2 separate regions of the Gossypium hirsutum genome follow, and region 1 is linked to region 2. The links are chromatin contacts, called in public Hi-C maps. All regions are on one chromosome and are shown on one strand. The core of a region is the stretch at or near the end of the contact, and the rest is flanking DNA. Distances in the headings are between cores, read along the strand shown. Region 1 has its middle 24 kb from the start of LOC107921050. Region 2 holds the start of LOC107921988 (squamosa promoter-binding-like protein 14).

Region 1 (6,165 bases), core at 985-3,484, 36 kb after region 2:
TCAAAGTTGCAATATCCTCAAAGACTATCATCATCATAAACAAACCATCTCAAAAGCCTATTAAACCTAATCCTACAACCCTTTGAACTTCATTGTCAAGCACCAATGTCTTTACCCATGACTTAGAAAAGGTTTCTACTCGTGGATCAAATATAGCTCGTCGATAGTCAACCAAATGACAACTCCATTCCAACATGTCCCCCAAATCTAAATTTTAGAGTGATGAATATCATGACAACTGGTGCTACAACCTTGGACGAATAAGTGATGTCATTAACAAAGACAGTAGAGAGTCTTACTACAAGCATAAAAAGAATAAATGATAAAATCGTTTTCATAGTGACTTAAATTGAACATCTAAGTGGAAGCAACCAAACTTCTTCCAACAAAAATCAACATCAAACTCTTCAAAATGTTGGTGAAATCAAAGCTAGTGAAGAAGGACTTGAAAGTGTTTCTTCATATCAATTTAAATAGCTCATCAAAGACGCCATCAAAGATCAAGTTGAAAGTTTTTTTTCCTCCTTCATGTGCATATTGAAAGTCATGCACTCAGAGGATTGATCACTTGAAGATGCCTTAAAATTATCAACCTCCAAAATTCCAATAGTTTGATGGCAAAGGAAATTCGTGTTAACATGTTGCTCTCTTCGTAGAAACCTGTAATAACACCAACAATGATGGTGCTCTTATGGTGAAGCAACTGGTAAAGCTTTACAAGATTTTTGAAAGATGGATTTTTTATGTTGGCTAATGGGTATTTAGGTTTCAAGGCTTTGAGATTAGCCTCTGCTTTGGCTAGAGAAGCCAATGTTTTCAATCTTTAATATGAGGAAGATTTGATATTTGAAATCTTGGAAATTTTTTCTTTCTTTTAGTCTGAGATTTGAAGAGCGATGGCTTGAGAGATCTAACTTCAGGATCCATCGAGGATTGAACATCAATAACAGTGGTCGGTGCAACATTTTCCATCAACAATGGTGGTTTTAGGTATGATAGAATTATTGGAGATCTAGGTTTGGAAAAAAATTAAGTTTAGAAGAGAAGGATTTCTAAACGTGATATTTCTTTTCTCTTCTTTTCTATTTTATTAAGTAAAAGGAAATTAGTTTGTATTTATTTTAATTTTGGCAATTTAAAAAAATATTTGGACTTTTTTGTTTTTGTTTAGAAGAGAAGTATTTTTGTTTTTGGTCAAAAGTCAATGATCTCCCATGTGGTACTTTTTTATTGGTCAACGTGCCATGTCAGCACAAATTTTAATGGTATTGAAAAATGAAATTAAACTTGGGATACTAAATTGGAGATTTCAAAAGTATAAATGCCACATTGAAAATTTTGTTAAGTACAAAGGTTTTTTTTTTGCTATTATCCCTATTATAAATGATAATTATATTTAATTTTTGTCTTCTCTTTTACTTATTGTTTCCTTTTTAATAATTTTCTATGGAAATACATGCCAACTATTAAAATTTTAATTATATGTATTAATTTTAAGATGAATTGTTTTTTTATTATAATCCAAATCTTTTCTATTATAACTTTCTAAACAATAGTAATTAATTAATTTTACATAAAACAATTTAATAAATTCACCTTTAAGGTCAATATATAAATTTAAAACACTTAATTAAAACTAAAAAATAATAAATAAAATAGAAAACATATATATAATAAAACATGTATAATTATCTTTTATTTAACCGAATAAATTTTGAGAGATTTTATAAGATTTTCTTCAAACTTGATAAAATAAGTAAACATTCTTGAAACAATAAGAGGTGATTATATTTTACATCAAGGGTATTTTTGTTTCATTAAAAATTATTTTCGGAAAATGATATTTGAAAAATAATTTTTTCCCTGGAAAAGTTAATATTTTTTTGTGTTAGATGAATCTGTATAAAATATTTTCTGGTGTTTAATAAACACAAAAAATATAGAAATTATTTTCTATAAAATCTTAAATTAATAAGAATCGAAAATAATTTATTCTAAATATAATAAATTTTTAACAGAGAAATGATTACCACCACTCATGAGCATAGCATTCCGATGATGGTAAAATCTAGAGTTGTAACTTAACACAATATGAAAAAACTAGAGTTGTAAAATCTCGACCACAAGTCGGTGGTAGTCTACGAAAGAATAGTTGTGGTAAAGGGTAAAGACTTAAAAGGGTAACGGGTCTGGCCCAATCCTCCGTCCGATAAAGATTGAAGGCCTAATCCAAACTAATATGTATCTAACCTTTTATTTTGAGAATCAGCTGCATACTGAGATACTAGTAGTAGTACTACCCAATCTAATCACCTTTGTCCATTCCTTTTTGTGGCCTTATAAGGGGAGGGAAAGGAAGTTAGATACTTTTCCGTAAACTCATTAAATTATTAGTAAATTTGTATTTTCGTCACTCAATATTATAAAGCTATAAAATAATCATTGAATTATTTAAAATATTTTATTAAAATCACTAAATTATTCAAAAATATTTATTTAAAGCATTGCCACTATATTTAGGTTAATAGATAAAAATGAAAAGAATGAAAAAGCTAAAGAAATTATATATATGTATTTTATTTAGAGATAAGATAATATTTAGTCCCTATTTTTTTTGGTCCATATTAGTATTGAAATTTGATTACTTTTCTACTTTGATTTTTAAACTTGCGTTACGTTAAGGTACTCACATCATCACTTGAAGTTTTTAAAAACTCTACTTAATTTCTCTTTTTGTTATTTTTGAGATTTTATATAATTCTTTTAAAAATTTTCAAGTGATAACATAGAATAGTCCCAAGGTGCTAGATCATCATACTTGAACGGAATTCAAGTTCATGGACCAAACTGGGAATAATTGCCAAGTTCAAAGAGACCAAATTGAAAAATAAAAGGGTGCCAAATTAAAGGACTAAGGGCTAGTTTAACGTTACTTTGGAAAAGTACTTTTAAAAAGTGTTGTGGAAAAGTATTTTTTTGAAAATTACTTTTGAAAAGTTTGGTTTAAGATTTAAATGTTTGGTATTGCTATCAAAAAGTACTTTTCAGAAATAAAATGTCCATTTTAGACATGATATTATAAAATAATAAATATGCATTTAAATAATGTTAAAATTAGTTAATATTATGATTTTTAGCAAGAATATAAAAAATAATTTTATATAACTTGTTGTTAATATTTTAATATATGAAATATAAATTTTAAATACTTTTAAGCAATTAATATTAATTATTTATTAAATTTAATTAGAAACTATATTTTAGATATTTAAATATAACTGTTAAATATTTGTAATTAGATATTAACACATTTGTATTATTTTAAGAATCTTTTTTATTTTTAATTAATGATTTTATTTTAAAACATAATTTGAATATATAACCCATATTAGATATTAATATAATATAGAAAACATAAATCTAACAAGTTAAAATATTACATGTATTTGGATTAAAATTTCAAAAAGGGGTAATATTTATATATTAAAAATTTTACATTAGCATTTGCAATTTAAAGTGAATGAAAAATGAGACAATAAAAATGAAGGGATGAAAAAGTAATAATGCTTTCAGAAGTGTTTTTGGCTCAATAACAGCTAAAAATTTTAGCTTCTGAGTAAAAATGCTTCTGAGTATTTTTTTTCAGTTAAAAATTGATTGTTTAGCACAACTTTTCCTTCAAAAATGTTTTTCAAGTCAAAAAATTATATATTTTTAAGCATTACTAAACACAACTCCAAGACTAATGTAAAAGATTAATAAAATAAAAATGATGTTACACATTTGAGTAAAAGAAATATTTTATTTTTCTTTTCCCGAAATCAGAGTAAACAAAAATGGAGTATTTGTAGTGAAAAGAATATTTAACGCCATTTACTTTCTTTTACTAGAATAATAAAATCATCTAATTCTTTCAAATCAAACATAAGGTTAGATACATCATGCCTAATCTATCTTACTTGATTACCATATAAATATCTTTCCTAATTCCTATCTATTTAATATTCAAATTTAACACTATGTTTGGATTAAGGTTGCGTTTGGTTCGTTGGATCTTAGATCTTAGAATTACAGATGAAATGTGAGGTTAACTTGTTTGATTCATTTGGCTAGAAGGTAGGATTCGAATGTTTGGTTGATGGAATGTAAGATTACTTAAAAGTATATTTTACTCAATTGTCCTTTTTAGAGAATTTATTTATTTTAACTAGTTATTTTAATATCTTTTATCTCAATTTCTATAAAATTATAATAAACTATAAATAAAATATAATAATTATAATTGTAATGTATCCTTTTACTGGTTCACTATTATTTTTTTGTTTTTAATTAGTCTTAATTTTTATTTAAGAAAACAAAAATCTTAATTCATTAAAATAATAAAAACAAAGAGAAAATTAGTCCAAGATTTAAGATTACATCCATAATCAAAGATAATCTAAGGTGTGTGCCATAATGAGATTATACCCTATGTTACGATATTTTGACACTATTCCGTAATGTGAGATTACGGGATGGTCAAAGTGTTGACAGTCCAAACACGTAATCTCATTTTGAAATGTAATATTATAGATCGTCATGTTACATTCGACGATCAAACGCTCCCTAAAAATAAAATAAAAAAACTAAACAAAATAAACAATTATATATTATCTTGTTTGGATAATTAAAATTAGTAAAGTAAATGAAAGTAAAATGATTTTAACAAATTTTGTTTAGGGAGAAAAAAGAAGAAGAAAGTAATAAGTTAATTATAATGAATCTTTTGAAATTACAACATTTATAAAAAGAAGTAAAAAGATAAAAAAAAAGTATTTTATGTTTTGAAATTTTGTTTTGCTTTTATTTCCCTAGTTTTCTTTCAAATTCGGGTAAATAAAAAAAATGAAATTTAAGGGAGGTAAAAGACACTCAATTCCCTTACTTTCTCTTAGTGTTGTCAAAACATGATTGGATCCATTGATACATCTCGATCGAAAAAGAATTAATAGAAAAAGAAAGAATTGGAATTGATCGATATATTTCTCGAAACAAACAAAAAGGAAATGAAAGCTGAAACATAAATCATGAATCAACTAAGCCCTCTCGAAGACTTGCTTAAGAATAAGAAATAGGAATCTCATGTAACTACCATGAAATAAGGTTTGATCCTATTCATGGGGATTCCGTAAATATTCCCATTCCAAAACTAGAAAGTCCGAAACAATTGAGATTTTTTTGGAGATTGGATGCAGTTACTAATTCATGATCTGGCATGTACAAAATGAAAACTCTATTCTCGATTCTGCGAGAATTTTATAAAAGCCTTTCATTTGCTTCTCTTCGATGAAAGTTTTATTTTCCCAGAATGTATCCTAATTTTTGGCCTAATTCTTCTTCTGATGATCAATTCAACCTCTGATCAAAAAGATATACCTTGGTTATATTTCATCTCTTCAACAAGTTTAGTAATGAGCATAACGGCCCTATTGTTCCAATTGAGAGAAGAACTTATGATTAGCTTTTCAGGAAATTTCCAAACAAAGGAAATCTTTCAATTTCTTATTTTACTATATTCAACTCTATGTATTCCTCTATCCGTAGAGTACATTGAATGTATAGAAATGGATATAGCAGAGTTTCTGTTATTCGTATTAACAGCTACTGTAGAAGGAATGTTTTATTGCAGTGCTAACGATTTAATAACTATCTTTGTAGCTCCAGAATGTTTCAGTTTATGCTCCTACCTATTATCTAGATATACCAAGAAAGATGTACGGTCTAATGAGGCTACTACGAAATATTTACTCATGGGAGGGGCAATATTTTCTATTCTGGTTCATGGTTTCTCTTGGCTATATGATTTATCCGAGGGAGAGATCAAGCTTCAAGAAACAATCGATAAATTCGATAGTCCTACTATCCTAATAAAACTGAAATATTTTTGAAATACAAAGAATTGATAAAAATTCAATTAATCCGAATTAAAAATTAGTTAAAAATGGTTAAATTAATATTCCACTATTTTTGAAATTTTAGATTTATTTCAAATTTGGATTTCAAAATAAAGAAAATTTAAACTTTTTTCCTCTTTGAGTGACCATGTAGGGTAAACCTAATAATGGGCCAAACTGGATTGATGTAAAAAATTTAAGCCCGAGCCTGGCCCAACCCAAAACATAGGAC
Region 2 (6,160 bases), core at 883-3,382:
TGAATCTGGCATTCTGAATCTTCAACAGGAGATTGATAACTGGTACTGCTTCTTTCTCCTCCGACTGAAGTAAACTCCAGAGGAGCTCTGTTTAACGAGCTGGAAGCAGCTACATTATCAGGACAGATCGACTTGGTCTTCTGGCTATCACTGCTCTGGCTGCTTCTTTGAGATAGCATTGCAAGGGCATCAGAAGAAGAGGACGTCAATGAAGCTGAAAGGGCAGCAAGCAAATCTACTGTAGATGGAGAAGATGTGTTTTTCCCATTCAATTGGTTTTGATTGCCTAGCGAAGGTTGCTCCTGGCTCTTCCTGTTCAAAACTCCAACATTGGGCAGCTTTGCAGCCAGCTCCATTGGCAAAGGTAATGAATTAATCTTACTAAGAATCTGAAGGAGTTGATCTCTATTTGGAACCAGTGAGGGATTAATGCTTTTCTCCTCAGTTTTACCTATATGTTAAGCGCACAAACATCAGCTTCAACTTAAAAAGTATAATTTGAAAATTTTACTCATTTAGAAAAAATTTCTTGCCTTGTGTCCTAGCCAAAAGAGTCAGCAAGTTGACAATATCTAAACTTCCATTCCCGGCATTATCCCTGTTTACAGGGAGTAAAAGCCGTGAGGTCACATCTTCAGGTTGTGTCTTCCTTCTACGGCGATTATGCCCAGCAAGCCTACGCCTACAACTTCTCTTCCCCTCATCAAACTCAGAAAGCGGGTGAAACCTGCACATAAGCATTATAAAGGTGATGTGGGTTCAACCAATAGCTAAAAAACTAGATGCCAAGGGTGAAAATTTTAAGAACGAGAACATAAAAGTAGCAACCTGCTACACTGCTGGCAGAACCTCTGCATCTGCTTCTCAACAAGAGCTTTAGTCGCTTTACTATGAATCTCACACACTTTATGCCGACGGTGATAGTCCTTTGCATTAGAAAGATCTTCCTTACAATTATCAACCTGACACATGGGGTAGCTGGTACTCCCAGGCGATCCACCACGGACCTTTTTGTTAGGCCTAGAAACAGGCTCTTCCACAGAATTCAATCCCCCACCTAGATTCAGTTGCAGTCTCTCATCATCACCATTTGCTGCAGTGGCGTTTTTGGATGTTATAGAGTTTTCATTCCCATTAACATGACCTTTCTTTCTCTGTTCTGCTGTAGCAGTCCCTGCCTGAAGAATCTCGGTGTTTAAGGGTTTAGCAATGAATCTCACAGCATCCCACTCCCATTGCTTTGGGTTCCAGTTGTCCCTGGGGTTGGCAACACGCTGCTGTGAAGGGTTTTGGTACAGAAAGTCTGAGGCCTGATAAGAAAGGTCACGTTTCCTGGGTAAAGAAGGCGGATCACAGAAGCGGCTGGCAAGGGCCTGGTGAATATAAAGGGGAGGAGCTACTTGCGCGCCTGCATCCTCCATGGGTCTGAAAATAACTTGGTTTTCCAGACACCAAATGATCTCTGGACAAAAGAAATGGCTATTTTAACAAGTTATTTTGAGAATCTATAACTAGTAACATAAGAGAAAGTAGTTCATCTCATCCAAAAAGTCAAAATAAGAAAGATGAATAGTCAAATCTTATAGGGGATGATAAGGCTTGAGGATAAACACTCCGGATCATAATTTTCAGGGCAGATTATCAGATCAGACAGATTGGGACTTGGATAAAATCATATCCAACGACTGACACATGTAGAAATCAAATTAAAATCTAAAAAAGAGCAAGATGAATGATAACAGTTATCCAAATAAATAGCAAATATATGCGCACAAGTAAATAAAGAAGATTTGAAACATACCTTTCACGAAAACCTCAGCTTGAGGATTTCACGGCTGATTATCAGATCAGACAAAGATTGGGAACTACTGGAGACATGTAAAAAAAATTAAATTAAAAAGAGCCAGATGAATGATACAACACAAGCAAATAGCAAATATAGGCGCGTAAATAAATAAGATACCTTAACCAAATCCCAGCTTAACGCTTCATCATCTCGTAAAAGCAAATAAAAAAAATTAAAAAGAAGTGAAAGCAACCACCGCCTTCAACCTTTTCAGCCTTTTACTTCATGTTAATCACAGATCTGAATTCTCCTTTCTCCCAGATACCAACCATCAGACTTGGACTTGCGTCTCTCTCTTTGTAATTTAAAAAAAAAAGGAAAACGGGAAAAAAATATAGGAATCAAAGGTAGAACAGCAAGGAAACGCAGTCAGATCCGAGAAGATGAAGATGAAACAACTGGGAACTTGGGTTTGGCTCCACAACTTTGGTTTACTTTTTTGTTGTCTCTCTCAAAAGAAGAAGAAGAAGAAGAAGAAGAAGAAGCAAAAAGTAAAACGTGGTAGCAGACTAGTTAGTAGGCTGGTATTCCATTTCTAATTTTTTTACTTTTTCGCTGTGACTGCCTTTACCTTTGCCTTAGCTTGAATTATTTTATTTATTTTATCATGTTTGTTTAATATTAGGGGTTGGGTGCTGCCGTAAATCGTAAATTGAAGCTGGATTGAGGTTATATTCATAATTTATGGCCGCCCACGGAGCAACGAAGAATCCAAGACTCTTCCTTTCCTTGTTCTTAACTTGTCTAGTTTAGTCATTACTCATTAGTGTAAGTAGTACGTTCTTTGTTGTTGTTGAGTTGTACTTGTATGTATAATAATGGTTAACTTAGTTCTTGAATTTTGTGTTTAATAACCCCTTCAGAACTAGTTTAATTACTATTGATTGCGAGTTGGAATGTATTTGGATATGTAATGATTTTTTAGATATTTATATAAGATGATACTCGAATTTTTAAAATTGGAATTTTGCTATAAGGGGTTTGGATTTATTATAAATTAAAGATCTCTCTTATATTAAATTATGTATTCAATTTTTCTCACATTGACCCCTCTAATTTTTCTAACCTTAAAATTTAGTTCATAGGCCTTAATCTTTAAATTCTCATTATCAACCAACTAATATTTCTAATTGCTAGAGATCGACTCGATTAAGCCAGGAACAAGTAAAAATAGTAGAAGAAATTGAGAAATTGAACACACAAATTTAACGTGAAAAAACTCCTCTAAAGAGGATAAAAAACCACGGGCAAAGATAATTTTACTATAATGGCAAAAGAAACAAAGAGTACAAAAAAAAGATGGAGATAAAAACTAAACCCTGAAAACCCGAAAACAAAGAACCCTCAAAACGTAAACACAAAATTCTCTAAATGTGTTATGAGTTCTAATAACAAATGAGTGTATTTTCTAAGGTTGTAAAAGAGCCTATTTATAGGCTAAATTCATATGTCAAATAATAATAAAATAATCTAAACTAATCAGTGTTTGATTGAAACAAATAAACAGAGTTTAACTAGAAGATTATTTCTCAAATTTGAATGAAATAGGAGTCATACTTAACAAATCTCCACCTTGACTCATATTTCTTCAACGCCATCTTTGCCAAAGCTCGCCACGAGCCTATCTTGAACTATGCAGGAAATTAACTGAGTCGAATTTGTGCTTAGAAATTGGAAGACTTCTAGCCTTCGACTTGTACACTGCCAAATCAAAACTAACCCGGGTCTGATTTTCACGAACACAATGCCCTAACTTTTCAAAACCTGCATCCCAAAGAGAACCTCTCTTCAACGAAACGGTCATACATTTTTCCTTCCTATGACCAAGTTGCCTCGGCTCCAAACGAGTTGACTTTGACTCTAAAACGGATGAGGGACGTCCGATTTCACCAGTCAGTGTAGAACCTTCCAGAATATAAAGGCTGTCAATTCTTTTACCTTTTAACAAAATGAGAGCTCCACGAGATACTTTAATACCGCTCGACTCGATGTTGATTTTGCATCCTTTCAAGTCTAAAATACTCAAGGAGATGAGATTCTTTCGTAAATCAGGTACATACCTGACATCTAAGAGTGTCTTAATCGTCCCATCGTGTATCCTAATTTTAAAAGTACCAATACCAATTACCTTACTAGATGAATCGTTTCTCATGCGCACAACTCCACCTTCAACCGAACTGTATGTGGAGAACCATTCTCTATTGGGACACATGTGGAAAGAACATCCCGAATCTAGGATCCACTCGGACATAAGCTTGGAGTTATCGCTCGTTGACACTAACAATAAATCATCACCACTTTTATCGGCCAAATTAGCACCAGCTACATCTTCCTCGTTACTCTCAGTAGCTCTTTTATTTCGCAGTTTATAACAATCTGCTTTGACATGACCTAACTTTTTGCAATAGTGACACCTTTTGTCTCATTTCTTTGATAATATCAAAACGGAAGTTTACCTATCTGCCTTGCTATCCAAATGAAGCTCATTGTCGAGTTTGTCTCTGCCATAAATCAGGGTCTCCCTGAAAGACTTGTATCAAAAGGGGTAAAGAGTACAATAATAACATAGCTTGATCTTCATCATCAATATAACCCCAACGTTCTTTAAATCATTTAAAAGAATAATGAATTGACTGATGTGATCTCTAAGAAGCTCACATTCGTTCATACGAAACATAAATAGACATTGTTTCAACACTAAACGGTTAGCCAGAGACTTAGTTGCATAAAGAGTTTCTAACCTTTTCCACAAGGCAAATGAGGTCTTCTCCATCAATACCTCCTGCAATACCGTATTCATGAGGCACAACTGGATTGCAGACAAAGCCTTTTAATTAAGCTCTTCCCATTCTGTTTTATTTAGATTCTCAGGCTTTTTCCCGGTAATAGCCTTTTTTAAACTGGATTGAACTAGAATTGCCATCATTTGAACTTGCCATAAATTGAAATTTGTCTCACCATTGAACTTCTCAATTTCAAACCTTATTGCTGCCATATCTGAATGGGCTGATTTATGAAAATTAAACTAGCTCTGATACCACTTGTTAGAGATTGACCCAATTAAGTAAGGAACAAGTAAAAATAGCAGAAGAAATTGAGAAATTGAACGCTCAAATTTAAAGTGGAAAAACTCCTCCAAAGAGGATAAAAACCACGGGAAAAGATAATTTTACTATAATGGCAAAAGAAACGAAGAGTACAAAAAAATAGTGATAAAAACTAAACCCCGAAAATCCAAAAATAAAAAACCCTCAAAACATAAACACAAAATTCTCTAAATGTGTTATGAGTTCTAATATCTAATGGGTGTATTTTCTAATGTTGTAAAAGAGCTTATTTATAGGCTAAATTCATATGTCAAATAATAATAAAAAAATCTAAACTAATCAGTGTTTGATTGAAACAAATAAACAGAGTTTAACTAGAAGATTATTTCTCAAATTTGACTAAAATAGGAGTCATACTTAACACTAATTAATACTTGGTCACTAACTAATGAGCCTCTAATTCACTATCGTGCCCACTCCAAAAAACTTCTTGATTTGACTTTCCAAAATAGCTAGGTTTAATAAATTTGACCTAAAATCGATATTTCGAAATCCAGGCGTTACACTCACACTTCATATGGGTTGCCCCTTAGGGAATCTCTTTGTCTTCCTCTTCATTGGTCTAAAGCTTGAAGAGGAAGGTACCGGACGTGTACTAATAGTTTGAAACTTCCTAGATCTCATACCAAAATTTTAAAACTTATTTACTTATGTTTGCAGCTCTTGTAAAAATAAGATGTTGCGTCCAATAGCTACGTTGCAAAGCTTCATAAGGGATGGAAGAGTTAAGAAGACAAGTTTCTTTTTTTCTTTGACCCCCTTCTTACTTCCACTCAAGTGGTTTTCCTCGTGTCCTTCTAATTGGCGATGATAAGATGTAACAAATGATATGCATATATCTAACAATAAGGTTTGGGGAGTGATATGTTTAGATGAAAGAAATTATCAAGGTATCTCTTCATTACCTCTTTAGAGGAAAGGCTTTTTTCTTTATGCGTTTGAGAAGTCGGCGTTGTTTATGATCTTTTTCTTTTCTCACCAAACTACTTCCTAAAGTGTTATTAGGCATTCTTGTTCTAATAAGGAGATCTGAAGAGGGGACCATGAATATGAAATCAATTTTATCCTCATGTTAACTTCATACGAGTGCCTTGACTTTTTCATGTGACCATTGTGTTTTTACCTCACTTGGCGTAACAAAATAGTCTCTTTTTGTCATTAAAATGAAGGTATATCGATCTATTTAGGGTTATTTTCTTCCTATAAG

The links. Hi-C and Micro-C count contacts between places; a contact is called where the count stands out from the background.
Region 1: a contact with region 2 is called in a Hi-C map of leaf, with 2.9 times the contacts expected there. The contact joins the enhancer-like site here to the promoter of LOC107921988 in region 2. A contact is called at or near these places in 14 of 34 Hi-C or Micro-C datasets (anther, callus, fibers and 2 more).

What each region holds. Positions count from the first base shown.
Region 1 is chrD01:15,342,652-15,348,816 of Gossypium_hirsutum_v2.1, forward strand. No RefSeq gene overlaps it. Among protein-coding and RNA genes, the nearest start is that of LOC107921050, 24 kb to the right of the region's middle. Within about 2 kb of position 2,235, at least 3 of the 9 cell types and tissues checked have an H3K27ac peak or open chromatin away from gene starts, as enhancers often do. A contact at or near this core is called in hypocotyl and leaf, where this site is marked.
Region 2 is chrD01:15,306,728-15,312,887 of Gossypium_hirsutum_v2.1, forward strand. LOC107921988 (squamosa promoter-binding-like protein 14) reads right to left here and starts at 2,133. Exons shown (of 12, transcript NM_001398861.1): 1 at 1,964-2,133; 2 at 1,802-1,868; 3 at 829-1,462; 4 at 534-727; 5 at 1-451. The coding sequence starts at 1,421.